Regions from separate parts of the Sus scrofa genome. Here all the other regions are linked to region 2. A link is a contact called in public HiChIP or PLAC-seq data. All regions are on one chromosome and are shown on one strand. The core of a region is the stretch at or near the end of the contact, and the rest is flanking DNA. Distances in the headings are between cores, read along the strand shown. Region 1 holds the start of TRIM8 (probable E3 ubiquitin-protein ligase TRIM8). Region 2 holds the start of LDB1 (LIM domain binding 1). Region 3 holds the start of NPM3 (nucleoplasmin-3). Region 4 holds the start of LOC102167427.

Region 1 (2,700 bases), core at 64-2,563, 510 kb before region 2:
AGTGCAGCGCCGCGGGCGGCTTCTCCACGTGCAGGGCGTTGAACTTCTCCACGATGTTAGTGAGCTTCAGGTTCTTCTCCAGGCCGGGCTTCTGGTTGTAAGCCTGGTTGCACTCGGGGCAGCGCACCAGGCCGCTGTCCTTGGCCCACGCCTCGCCAATGCAGCCCCGACAGAAGTTGTGTTTGCACGGCAATTGCACCGGCTCCACGAAGACATGCAGGCAGATGGGGCAAATGAGCTCCTCCTCGAAGCAGTTCTTCCAATTCTCCGCCATGGCGGCTGCGGGCAGCTCTCCCCAACTACCCAACCCTGGAGGTCCTTCCAGTGCAGCTCTAGGCCCACCGAGCCCCGAGCTCCAGCCCCAGGCGGCCCCGACAGTCGCTCAGTCACCAGCGCCTTCCGCGCGCCCGCCCCCCAGAGGAAGGAGCCTCGGTCCTCAAGCCGCGCGCGCAGCCGGCTGCGTCTCCTCCTCCTCCCGAGCGCCTAGCGGGAGGCAGCGGACTGCGCCAGGGCCGCGGCCGGGGCACCAGCCCTGGAGGGGAGCGCCGGGGTCCAAATTCCATATAAGAGGCCGCCTCCGGGTCGGTACGGCTAGGGCAGCGGCGGCCCGCGGCCTGCGCTCGGCCCCACGGCTGACATTGGGGCGCGCCCCAAGGCGGACAGAGCCCGGGAGCCGCACACTTTCTCCAGCGACGGGGGCGGCGGCGGCAATGGTGGCTCCCTCCTGGCTCGCCGGCGCCGCGCCTCCCTCGCCTCGACCGGGGTCCGAGAGGCCGGGGAAGCGAGTGCGGCCGCGCGGAGAACTGCTAGATCCGGACTGGGCGGGCAAAGCGAGCGGGTCCCCGGGTCGCAGCGCGGGCGCCCCTGGGCCGGCCGTCCGTCTGCGGGTGCAGGCTGCGGGGCGCAGGCGGGCCGACTCCGGGGCGCTGCGTGCGCGCAGGGGCAGTCATTCAGATGAAATTCCAGTCCCCGGCCAGAGACACCAGCCCGCCTCTGCCTTCCTCCTCCCTTCACAAATAGAAACGGAAGGGGGAGGGAGAGAAGTGGAAAAAAAAAAAAAAAAAAAAAAAAAGCCAACCAGAAAGGGAGGGAGGAGAAGCCCCGGCTGTGCTCCGGACTGACCCCCTCGTCGCTACTTCTGCGCTCCCCCGAGGCCCGGCGCCGGGCGCCCCCGCCGCGGAGAGACCCCGCTCTCGGTCTCCGCGCTGGGCGGGCGCCCCGGCTCTGCCGAGGAAAACAAGGATTGATCAAACTAGAAAGGAATTTTTCTCAACTGCTAATGAACAGGAGGCTCAGCTCCCGGCCCTCCCCTCCCCCCCGCCCGGCCCTCCCCCTTCGCCACCTCGGCCCCCCTCCCCCCACTTTCTTTTCTTCTCGGCCTCTGCTCCGGCCTGGAAGGCTCCGGGCTGCGGTCGGAGCCAGCCTGCTGCGGCGGGGCCGGGCCGAGCCAGCCGGGCCGGGCTACCTCCCTCAGCGCCCAGCCATCTTGGGCTCCCGGCGGCCGCCGCGGTGGCGGCCAGAGGTCCGAGCGCGCTTGCTGGAGGGTCCTGCAGCGTTCTTTCTATCTCTCGCTCTCTTTTTTTCGGTGGGATTTTTTTTTTTTTTTTTAAGCGGAGGGGCTGGCAGCTCCCTCAAATTAGGAGAGAGGGGAGAAAATGCCAAGTCCCGATTTCTCTCCACCTCTGCTCCACCCACCCCGGTTCTTTCCAAAAAATATAAAAAGATTAGAATTGGAAGAAGTCGGCAGAAAGGCAAGCGCCCGCGGCCCCCAGCTGCTGCCCAGGCGACGCGTCCGGGGCGGGCCCGCGCCGGTCGCTCCGTCGGTGGGTCGTTTGTCCTCCCGCTGCTTCTCAGCTGGGGGCAGGGCACTCCGGGCAGGGTCTCCGCAGCGGCTGTCGACTCAGAGCTTTATCCTCAGATCAAAAAAAAAAAAAAAAAAAAAAAAAAAGGGAAAAAAAACCCCAACATTCTCATCACAGCCACCTTCAGCCATCTTGCGCGTATTATTATTATTTCAGGACTAATCTGTTTAATAAAAATAGCTGCGTCTCTAGCCCCTTCCCCCGCATCCTGGGCTCCCTGCCCCCTTTTAATAATAATCTCGATAATAAAAATGATCTGCGGGCCAGGCAGTCCACAGCTGCCTTTTCCTGCCTCGGCTCGCTCGGGCTTGGGCTCTCCTTCTCCCAGGAAGGGGACGGGGGGGGTGGGGTTCGCCGCTGGGGCTGGGGAGGGGGGAGCTGTGCGTCCCTGCTGCCCGCCAGTCGGCCCTCTCCGCCTTAGACGCGAGGGAAGGGCGCCCTCGCCGCTATCTCGCTGTTGCGAGGAGGGCAAGCGGGGGAGGGGCCCCGACTCGCTGGACTGGCTGGAGGGGTGCACAGAGGTCCCCGATCTTCCCTCCACGGCCCAGCCTCGGAGCATGAGCCCGGAGATGGGGAGGATACAATGGGCTCGCAGCAAAGTGCTGCTGGCAGGGTGGGGACGCGAGCGGGCAGGGGGTTACGGTGAGCCGGACTCCCGAGCTAGGGCGGAAAGAGGAGGGTGGTGTCCCTACATCAAGGCCGGTCCCGCTACTCTGCAAGGGGGGGACGGGGTGGGGGAGGGCTGGGAGGGGAGCCGAGGAGAAAGCAGCAACGCAACGCCGGCGCCTGTAATCAGCACCCGCTGGTTCTGCCCACCCGGCAAAGGAGAAATAAGCCG
Region 2 (2,700 bases), core at 131-2,630:
GTTGGGAGGCGCCTCCCTGGGACAGGAGTGTCCCTTACGTTGACCAACCACATCATCCTCCCTTCCACCGCCCCCCCCCAAGGCCCCAGACCCCAGGCGTAAGGGGCACTGGAGGGGTATATTTCCTGTTCTCCCCAGTCTTCGAGGCCCTCAAGGAAAGCAGCTTCCAGAGGAGGGGGGAGGCCGGGAGAGGGAGGCCAAGACTGGATGGAAAAAGGGGGAGGGAGGAGAGCGTCTTGACTGATGAGTCAGAGTCTGCTCGGAGGAAGGATGGCCTGCGGAGTCCCCCCTCCCCAGCCCAACCTGGCGGTCATTCTGCTCCCCCCAACCCCCCGCCGCCTGCAAAACGCATTTCTCAGGCTCTTAGGCGGGATCTCGCCTAATTAACCCTTTTAGCTGCAGTCCCAACTGGTTTAGCAGGCAAGGGAGGGGCAGTTAATTTAGAGGGGAGATGCGCCAAGGGTGGCTACAAGAATTAAGGTAGCGCTGCTTTCCCCACCCAGGTAGGGACAGGGGCGTAGAACCAGGGGCCTCCAGAATAAGTATTCGGCTTTCAGCAGAGAGCAGGGGCTGGGGGTCGGCAGTCCGGTTTCCCTCCCTGAGCGCGGCCGGGGGTGGAGAGAGAGCTACACCTCACAGCTCACCCTGGCTCCGCCTTCCCTAGCCCCGGCTCCCGCTCCGGCTCCTCCACGCTCCCAACTCGGCGGCGGCCGGAGGACAGACACACTGCGTGAGGCTTCGCCTCCTTTCCTCCCCCCTCGCCCGCCCTCTCCGCCTCGGGGTCGCTGCCTCGGTCTCCTTTTATAAAAGCTGCGTCACATGCATGCCGAGCCCAGAACGCTGCCGGCCTCTCGCCGCCCGCCCGCCGCGCGGCGCACGCACGTCGCCGCTTGCAGCGCGCCCGCCTGGGTCACTTTGACATGGCTCTCCCCTCCCACTAGCAGGCAATTAGCATATTAATAAAGCCCGGCCCAGCCCAACGGGGGCTGGAGAGCGGGCGCCTACGAGAGCTAGAGGGAGAACGAGAGGGAGCGCGAGAGCGAGAGGGGGGCGAGCGGCGGCGGCGGCAGGAAGGGCGGCGGGAGCGCACAGACACGCACACGCACACGCGCACACACGGACACACACTCCGGGGACGCACACCCGCGCGCACACACGCAGAGGCAGTTCGCCTTCCTGCCTGATTTCCTTCCTGTCTGCTCTGTGCCTGACAGGCCCCTAGCTGCAGCCAGGGGACGCCCGCACCGGGCCGAGGCCGGGCCGGGCCGGCCGCGAGGGCAGCGAGGGCCGCGGGCGGCGGCGGCGGCTCATGCCCGGCCTGTCCCTGTGCGGGGCGGGCACCGTGACTCGGCTGGGCCCCCAGCGGCGGGCGATGTGAAGATGTCAGTGGGCTGTGCCTGTCCTGGTGAGTGGGGCGCGCGGCCGCCCGGCCCCTCCCTCCCGAACCTTCCCAGCCGATCCCTCACCCCTTGTTTGGCGAGAACTTGTGGGGGGGGGGGCGTCGATGGCATGGCGGTGGCCGGGGGCTGTGTGGGGTGTGTGGGGCCTCGGTGAGGGGAGGGTTTTCCTCAACTGTGTAAATGCGCAGCAGCCCAGAGGCACGGGGAAGAGGTGCTGGGGATAGGTTGTGTGTGTTTTTTTGGGGGGAGGCTAATTGGGGATGGGTTTGGGGGGCTGAAATTCCCAGAATTCCAGGGTGTTAGCCAATCAGAAGTGAGTCTGGACTTTTGACCCCCCCCTCAGGTCATCATAGAGTTGTGATTGGCTGGTTTGGGTTGCCCCCACCTTCCTTGCTGCCTATTCCCTCTTACACATTCTGTGACACCTCCCTCCAGGCTGTTTCTGAACTCCGTGTTTGGGAGGAGGGATTGATTGGGGGCCATCTTGCCCCCCTCCAAATTATCCTGCCTGTTGCTAGGGAAGGTTGGCCCTCCTCGGGGATAGGAGGTTGGGGGGGGTGGGGCAGATAATTGGGCCCTCGGGTCTGGCATCTCCGCCCTAGTGGGAGGGGGGATGTGGCCGCCCCAGGCAGGCTGGGAAATAGAGTGACTTGTCAGAGTTGAGGGGAGCAATGCTTGACCCCAGAGAGAGGGCTTAGTTAGGTTAGGATCCCTGCCTCCTCAAAAACACATCAGTTCTTGCCAGTAGTAGCCTGGGTCTGAGTTCTTTCCTGGGGAGGAAGAAGGCTCTAGCAGGAGCCTCTGCCAGGAGGAAAGAGAGGGGCCATGTGACAGGAGAGGTAGTCTTCAGAGGGCCTCAGAGCATGGTTTATACCCATCTCCAGGACTCTTGGTTCTTGAATTATCAGCAGAACCTCCTCCTGTCCTGTCCCAGGCAGGAATTGGCTTTCTTTTGAAAGTCAGGTGTTCCTGGTTTGGATCCTTGCCCCTCCACATGCCCTGTTCTCTGGGAGGCCCATACCCCACAACTGGACACCCCCTGCCAAACACACAATCCCCAAGGGAAGCTGCCAGCCTGAAAGCTTCCTTGAAAATCATGTGACCCAGGCCAAGCTGGGCTGGGCTGGGCACACACTTAAAGTGCCTGCTGAGGCTGACATTTAAGGGGCATGGGGCCCAGAGGGAGGGCTAGTAGAGCCTGAGGATCCTGGAATATCCGGGTGTGGGAACCCCTGGCTCCTGCTGCAGAGGGTGGGGGAGAGGAGGAGAGAGAAGAGCCTGCCAAGCTGGAATCCTGCCT
Region 3 (2,700 bases), core at 43-2,542, 300 kb after region 2:
TCAGGGACTAATTGATCCCATTTGCCCTCGGATCAGTTGTCCTTTAATTTCAAGACTATTCCTACTGGTTTTATTAAATCAGTCTTTAGTTTTTGCATGTTTGTATCTAATTTTTAAAAGAATGAGCACACTTTAACCAATGACTTATGGTTACCTTTTGTCTTTCCTTTAAACGGGTTCTGAAAGCTTCAAGTATTCTAATTTAGATTTGGTGTTTTTAAGGGTTCTGAGCATGAGGCTAGCAGGTAATCTCTGCAGGATTTTTTTTTTTTTTTTTATGATGGCTGGCTGGCTTCTCCATTGGTTCATAACTATTTTGTTACATTGCTTTCCTGCAGTTTTGTATCAGCTGTTTTAACTTTGAGCTGAGAGGGGAAGGTCAAGGGGGAAGGAAACTTAAAACATTTTCCTTCATAGGTTCCCATCAGTATGGACTTTGGAAAGAGAGTTTTTAAAAAGCATTGTATTTAGTGCTGCCTAGTAACTTTCAACCAAAGCCTGTGAGTGCACTGAGTGGGTGAGATGAAGGAAGGAGGCCTCTTCATATACAGGGTTAGAAAACCTTCAACTGATAGGAGGATATAGGTATGCTATGTTGGACAACTGGAACCAAGTTTGTAGTTTTCAGGGCTGGGATGAAGGGAAGATATCTACAAGATACTGTTTTAAATGGCTTAATGTCATTTGATTTTCTCTTTAAGTACATTTTGTACACTAGTGGACAATTCTAGCATTTTATCTGGAGGGTTCCACAGTCATCCTATGGAATCAGGATTTTTCGCAAGTTTGCTTGTGGCTTTATCTTGGCTTTTAATAATCAGTTTGGCTGGTCTTCTGGTCACAGAGCTAATAACTATGAAACAGATGTCCAGGCCTCTAGGATTGTAAAGTGCTATGTTATCTTCTACGGTTATGAATATTTATTAAGGTTGGGATGACATTTCATTGATTGTTTAGATCACAGCTCAGTTTCTGTAGAAAACAAACTGTAAAACTATCTGAAGACCATGCAAGAGGCAAAATAAAACTTGAAGTGAATGTGTGTGATGGTGTCCTATGTAAACCTCCTTCCTGTTTTTGCCTCCTACCTTTTCTCCTGCCCTTGCATTCCTCACCTGCAAGCATGTATTCCTCTACATAGCTGTTCCAAGTTAAGAATTAGATCCTTCCTTTTCTTGTTTTTTTTTTGTTGTTTTTTGCTTTTTAGTGTCTCAGCCTCTCGACATATGGAAGTTCCCAGGCTAGGGATCAAATGCGAGCTATGGCTACCAGCCTAGGCCACAGCCACAGCAATGTGGGATCCGAGCCACGTCTGCAACCTACAACAGCTCAGGGCAACCCACTGAGTAAGGGCAAGGATTGAATCAGTCCAGATTTTCCTCAAGGCAAGGTAAAAGGAAAGTGGCCTACTACTTGGCCAAGCCACCTTCTTGCCAAAATTATAACCTGGGTGCGAATCAACACAGCTAGTTTGAGTTCTTGCCACCAAGCAGAGTAAGGAACACAAGTGCCTGATTGTTTGGTCAAAAGGTGAAAGCTGGAGGCAGAGCCCAAATTATGAGACAGGAGTCCAAGGCAGAAAGATGTTCTGGGACTAGCATGCCTTTGCCAGTCCCACGCTTGAGCTGCTAGCAAGCACCAGCAGGCAGCCAGCATTTGAAGTTCAGTGAAGACAGGCAATCACTATCAGATTGCCTTGCTTCTGGATAGTGAACTGCAAAATCAATTAGAGCAGGAACCATATCCAGGAGTGGATGGAGTGGCTTGAATAACACTAGGTCTTCTGTCAGGCTCCTCAGTTCCTTTGGAGGAAAGGCAAATCTGAGCACATTTGCTATTATAAGGAAAAGGCTGCACTATATCTCGCCTTTCCTAGGGGAACTGGAAAAATTTACATTTTACATACACCAACGAAAGCTCACCTTGGGTTGGGTTGTGGAACTAGAGAAAATGGAGGCAGGAGCCGCTCCCTGAGAGTCTTGGACGTGGAAGTGAGCAAGGACGTTAACACGAATCCCAAGTGCATGTTTTGCGATGTTACCATCTCCGTGCGGTCTCAATCAACAGGTCTGAGGCTCCTGAGCCAAACTGGGCAATGGCCCCCTGCCCAGAGTGCTTCTCCTTTAATAGGTGGGGCCGGAGCCGCCGCGAGGCTCGGGCTTTGTACGTGTCGGAGGCGGAGCCTCAGCCGGCACTAGCAGCATGGCCACCGGCGCCGCTGCTGCCTTGGGTTTCTTGAATCAGGAGAGCCGCTGCCGGGCCGGGGGTGCCGGCAGTCTGCGAGTCCCTACCCCGGTCACTATGGACAGTTTTTTCTTCGGTATTCAGAAAAGGAGGGGCTGGGGGTGTTACTGGGTCACAGGCAGGGCTGGGGAACAGAAATGCAGATGCGTGCGCGACGTGGGTGGGGACTCAGGGGGCCTCGCACGCGGCCGCTGGAGCGGAAGGGGAGGCCAGGCCCCTGTCCTCTTCGTGCAAGGGGGGGCTCCACGTGGACCTGAGAAGTGGGCCTGTGAATAGGTCAGTCCTGGGCTGCACGTGAGCCGCCGCCACATGCTCACTGTGCTATATCTCTTCCAGGCTGCGAGCTCTCCGGCCACAGTCGCTCTTTCACCTTCAAGGTAGAGGAAGAGGATGATGCAGATCACGTGCTGGCTTTGACCATGGTAAGGGGCGGGGAAGGCGTGGTGGTGAATAGGA
Region 4 (2,700 bases), core at 21-2,520, 340 kb before region 2:
CCCCTTGCAGGTTACAGGGTAAGCAACTTCACCCCAGGACCACCTACCCCTCACAGAGATAGGTAGCCACAGAGGAGTCTGGGATGAACCCAGGAGCTCTTTATTCAGCAGCTAGTGCTGAACCTTTCGGTGGTGGTTGGCCAGCCCGCCTGCATATTAAAATCACCTGAGGAGCTGCTCAATAACACCAAGGCCCAAGCCCCACCCAGGCAATTAAATCGGGATTTCTAGGGATGTGGCCCAGCATCTGTGTTCTTTCAAAGCTCCCCAATTGGTTCTACCATGCTACTAGGGTTAAAAGCCATTATGGGAGTTCCCGTTGTGGCACAGTGGTTAATGAATCCGACTAGGAACCATGAGGTTGCGGGTTCGATCCCTGGCCTTGCTTAGTGGGTTAAGGTTCCAGCGTTGCTGTGAGCTGTGGTGTAGGTCACAGACGCGGCTCGGATCCCACGTTGCTGTGGCTGTGGTGTAGGCCGGTGGCTACGGCTCCGATTCGACCCCTAGCCTGGGAATCTCCATATGCTGCGGAAGCGGACCTAGAAAAGGCAAAAAAGACAAAATAAAATAAAATAAAATAAATAAATAAAAGCCATTATGTTAATGAAATGAACCACAGCCTGACGGGTTAATGAAATGGGTCCCTGATGCCTGATGCATCTTGCGACCTCAGACCCCAGGGAGCCTCTCTGCAAGGATTCCATCCTCATCCCTCAAACCCAAGCTTCTCCCACTCTGACCCAAACACTCTCCCAACCCAAACCTGATCACTCCAGGGACGCCCAGGGATCACTCCAGACAGCCCCCAGGACACCCAGAGCAGAGAGCATTCCGGTTCCCCTCGGGTTTGTCCTTTGTGTCTAACTGGCCCCCCGGTCCGGCCCGCTCCTGCCCCCGAACCCGGCCGCCAGCCAGCCCCTCACCGCAATTGTGGCAAGCGAAGCCTAATTCCGCGGCTGCCGCGAGCCAGGTGCCATCCAGTGCGCCTGCGCGCACGCCTCCGGGAGCTTCTCCAGCCTCTCCCTCCGCCCCTGCCCAGCGATTGGCTCTGAGCTGCTCCCGAAACCCTCTCTTCGGCAGGTGCCCGCGCCGAGGCTGTCGCCGCCATGCTTGTTATGGGCGCCTTGCCCTCTGGGACCGAAAAGGATGTGGGAGCTAAGGAGAAAGGAGCAGGTTGCCAGAATTCCTGACCAGCTCACCCTCTCTCTCTCCCCTCCACGAAGGCTTAATGTCATTTCAGTTCCAATCAACAAGGTTTTTTTTCTGAGAGCTCCCCGCACCTCTTCCCCCGTCTTTCCTTACTAGTAATTCAGAGACTGAAAAGAGCCCAGCACCTTCCTTCAAGCCTTATGGTCTGACCGGATGCACGGCTGAGACAGATAAGGAGATGGCAGTGGCAAGACCTGGGACTCCCTGATGCTGGATTGTGAGCCTCTCAAGCGTGACAGGCCCAGCTTGAGCTGTGGGCAGCAGGGCTCAAGCCACAGCCTCCTGAGAGAGCAACCAAGCAGCCTAACCTCCGCGTGTTATTAATGGTAATACTGAAACATAAGGCTACTGAGCTTTTTTTTTTTTTTTTTTTTTTTGTCTTTTTGCCTTTCCTAGGGCCGCTCCCGCAGCATATGGAGGTTCCCAGGCTAGGGGTCCGACCAGAGCTATAGCCACCTGCCTACACCGCAGCCACAGCAACACTGGATCCGAGCCTCATCTGCGACCTATGCCACAGCTCACGGCAACGCTGGATCTTTAACCCACTGAGCAAGGCCAGGGATCAAACAACCTCATGGTTCCTAGTTGGATTCGTTAACCACTGCGCCATGACAGGAACTCCAAGGCTACTGAGATCTTATGTGCCCTGCACCCTGCGTTCATGAAAGCACCCTGCATTCATTATCTTGGTGAGTCTCCACTTCATCATTCCTGGGAGGTAGGTGCTATTATCCCCATTTTACAGATGAGGAAATTGAGATTGGGAAAGATTCAACAACTTTCACACAGCAATCAAGACCCCCCCCCAAAAAAAAGAGGCCCAGACAAGTTAGCACCCAGATTTCCTGACTCTCAGAACAGGAGTCTTTCCTCTTCCTACCCCTGCCCAGGCTCCCAAAGTCAAAACTTGTTTTTTGGCTCAGTCTAGTCTGGTGGGGATGCTCCATGTCTTCTCCCAAAGGGCCTGTAAGCCTCCTCAGATTTCGAGGCAAACAGCACACACTCCAGACCTGTCTGCTGTTTCCGTACCCTGGGATATGGGGCGGTGAGCATGGCCTTTGGCTGCTGAGGAACCTGGCACTCAGTTCCCTAGCTCCACCAATTCTTTGTAAGGGGACCCTCTTTTGTGAGCCTCTGTTTTACTTCTTAGAGGGGTTTTGTGGGCATTAAATGAGAAATAGGTGTGTAAGAGTTTTGTCAACAGGAATATTCTCTTTCTCCTTCCTGATAGCCTGGCAAAGGGCCCACCCACAGCAAATAGTCCAATACAAGAGCCCAGGTGACCAGGCACTAAAGTCTGTTTAACCAGTTCCTAGGGAGCCCCAAGGGCCCCATGAACCTTGCCCCCAGCGTCCATCTCCCACCAGTCTGTCTCATTTTCCTCCTCCCCAATCCTGTCTCTTCAGACCCTTTTCTTAACCCCTGTGTCCCCCCTTGGCCACACACACATCACCTCTCTTCTAGACTTCAAGCAGTTCCTGAAACCCCTCG

What was found. HiChIP or PLAC-seq counts read pairs in DNA pulled down with a chosen protein or histone mark.
Region 1: an H3K27ac HiChIP or PLAC-seq map of alveolar macrophages shows a contact between it and region 2. The contact joins the promoter of TRIM8 here to the promoter of LDB1 in region 2. A contact is called at or near these places in 1 of 5 promoter capture datasets (liver) and 1 of 2 datasets of contacts at active chromatin or transcription factors (alveolar macrophages).
Region 3: an H3K27ac HiChIP or PLAC-seq map of alveolar macrophages shows a contact between it and region 2. The contact joins the promoter of NPM3 here to the promoter of LDB1 in region 2. A contact is called at or near these places in 1 of 5 promoter capture datasets (fetal liver) and 1 of 2 datasets of contacts at active chromatin or transcription factors (alveolar macrophages).
Region 4: an H3K27ac HiChIP or PLAC-seq map of alveolar macrophages shows a contact between it and region 2. The contact joins the promoter of LOC102167427 here to the promoter of LDB1 in region 2. A contact is called at or near these places in 2 of 5 promoter capture datasets (fetal liver and fetal skeletal muscle) and 1 of 2 datasets of contacts at active chromatin or transcription factors (alveolar macrophages).

The regions. Positions count from the first base shown.
Region 1 is chr14:113,636,050-113,638,749 of Sscrofa11.1, reverse strand. TRIM8 (probable E3 ubiquitin-protein ligase TRIM8) reads right to left here and starts at 1,313. Exons shown (of 6, transcript XM_001928904.7): 1 at 1-1,313. The coding sequence starts at 274.
Region 2 is chr14:113,125,135-113,127,834 of Sscrofa11.1, reverse strand. LDB1 (LIM domain binding 1) reads left to right here and starts at 1,380. Exons shown (of 11, transcript NM_001078685.1): 1 at 1,380-1,405.
Region 3 is chr14:112,820,836-112,823,535 of Sscrofa11.1, reverse strand. It overlaps NPM3 (nucleoplasmin-3), which reads left to right and starts at 1,292. Exons shown (of 6, transcript XM_003359343.4): 1 at 1,292-2,320; 2 at 2,581-2,666. The coding sequence starts at 2,203. MGEA5 (protein O-GlcNAcase) reads left to right here. Exons shown (of 16, transcript XM_003483548.4): 16 at 1-1,042.
Region 4 is chr14:113,462,480-113,465,179 of Sscrofa11.1, reverse strand. It overlaps LOC102167427, which reads left to right and starts at 1,270. Exons shown (of 3, transcript XM_021072752.1): 1 at 1,270-1,535. The region is part of intron 1 of MFSD13A (transmembrane protein 180); the gene reads right to left.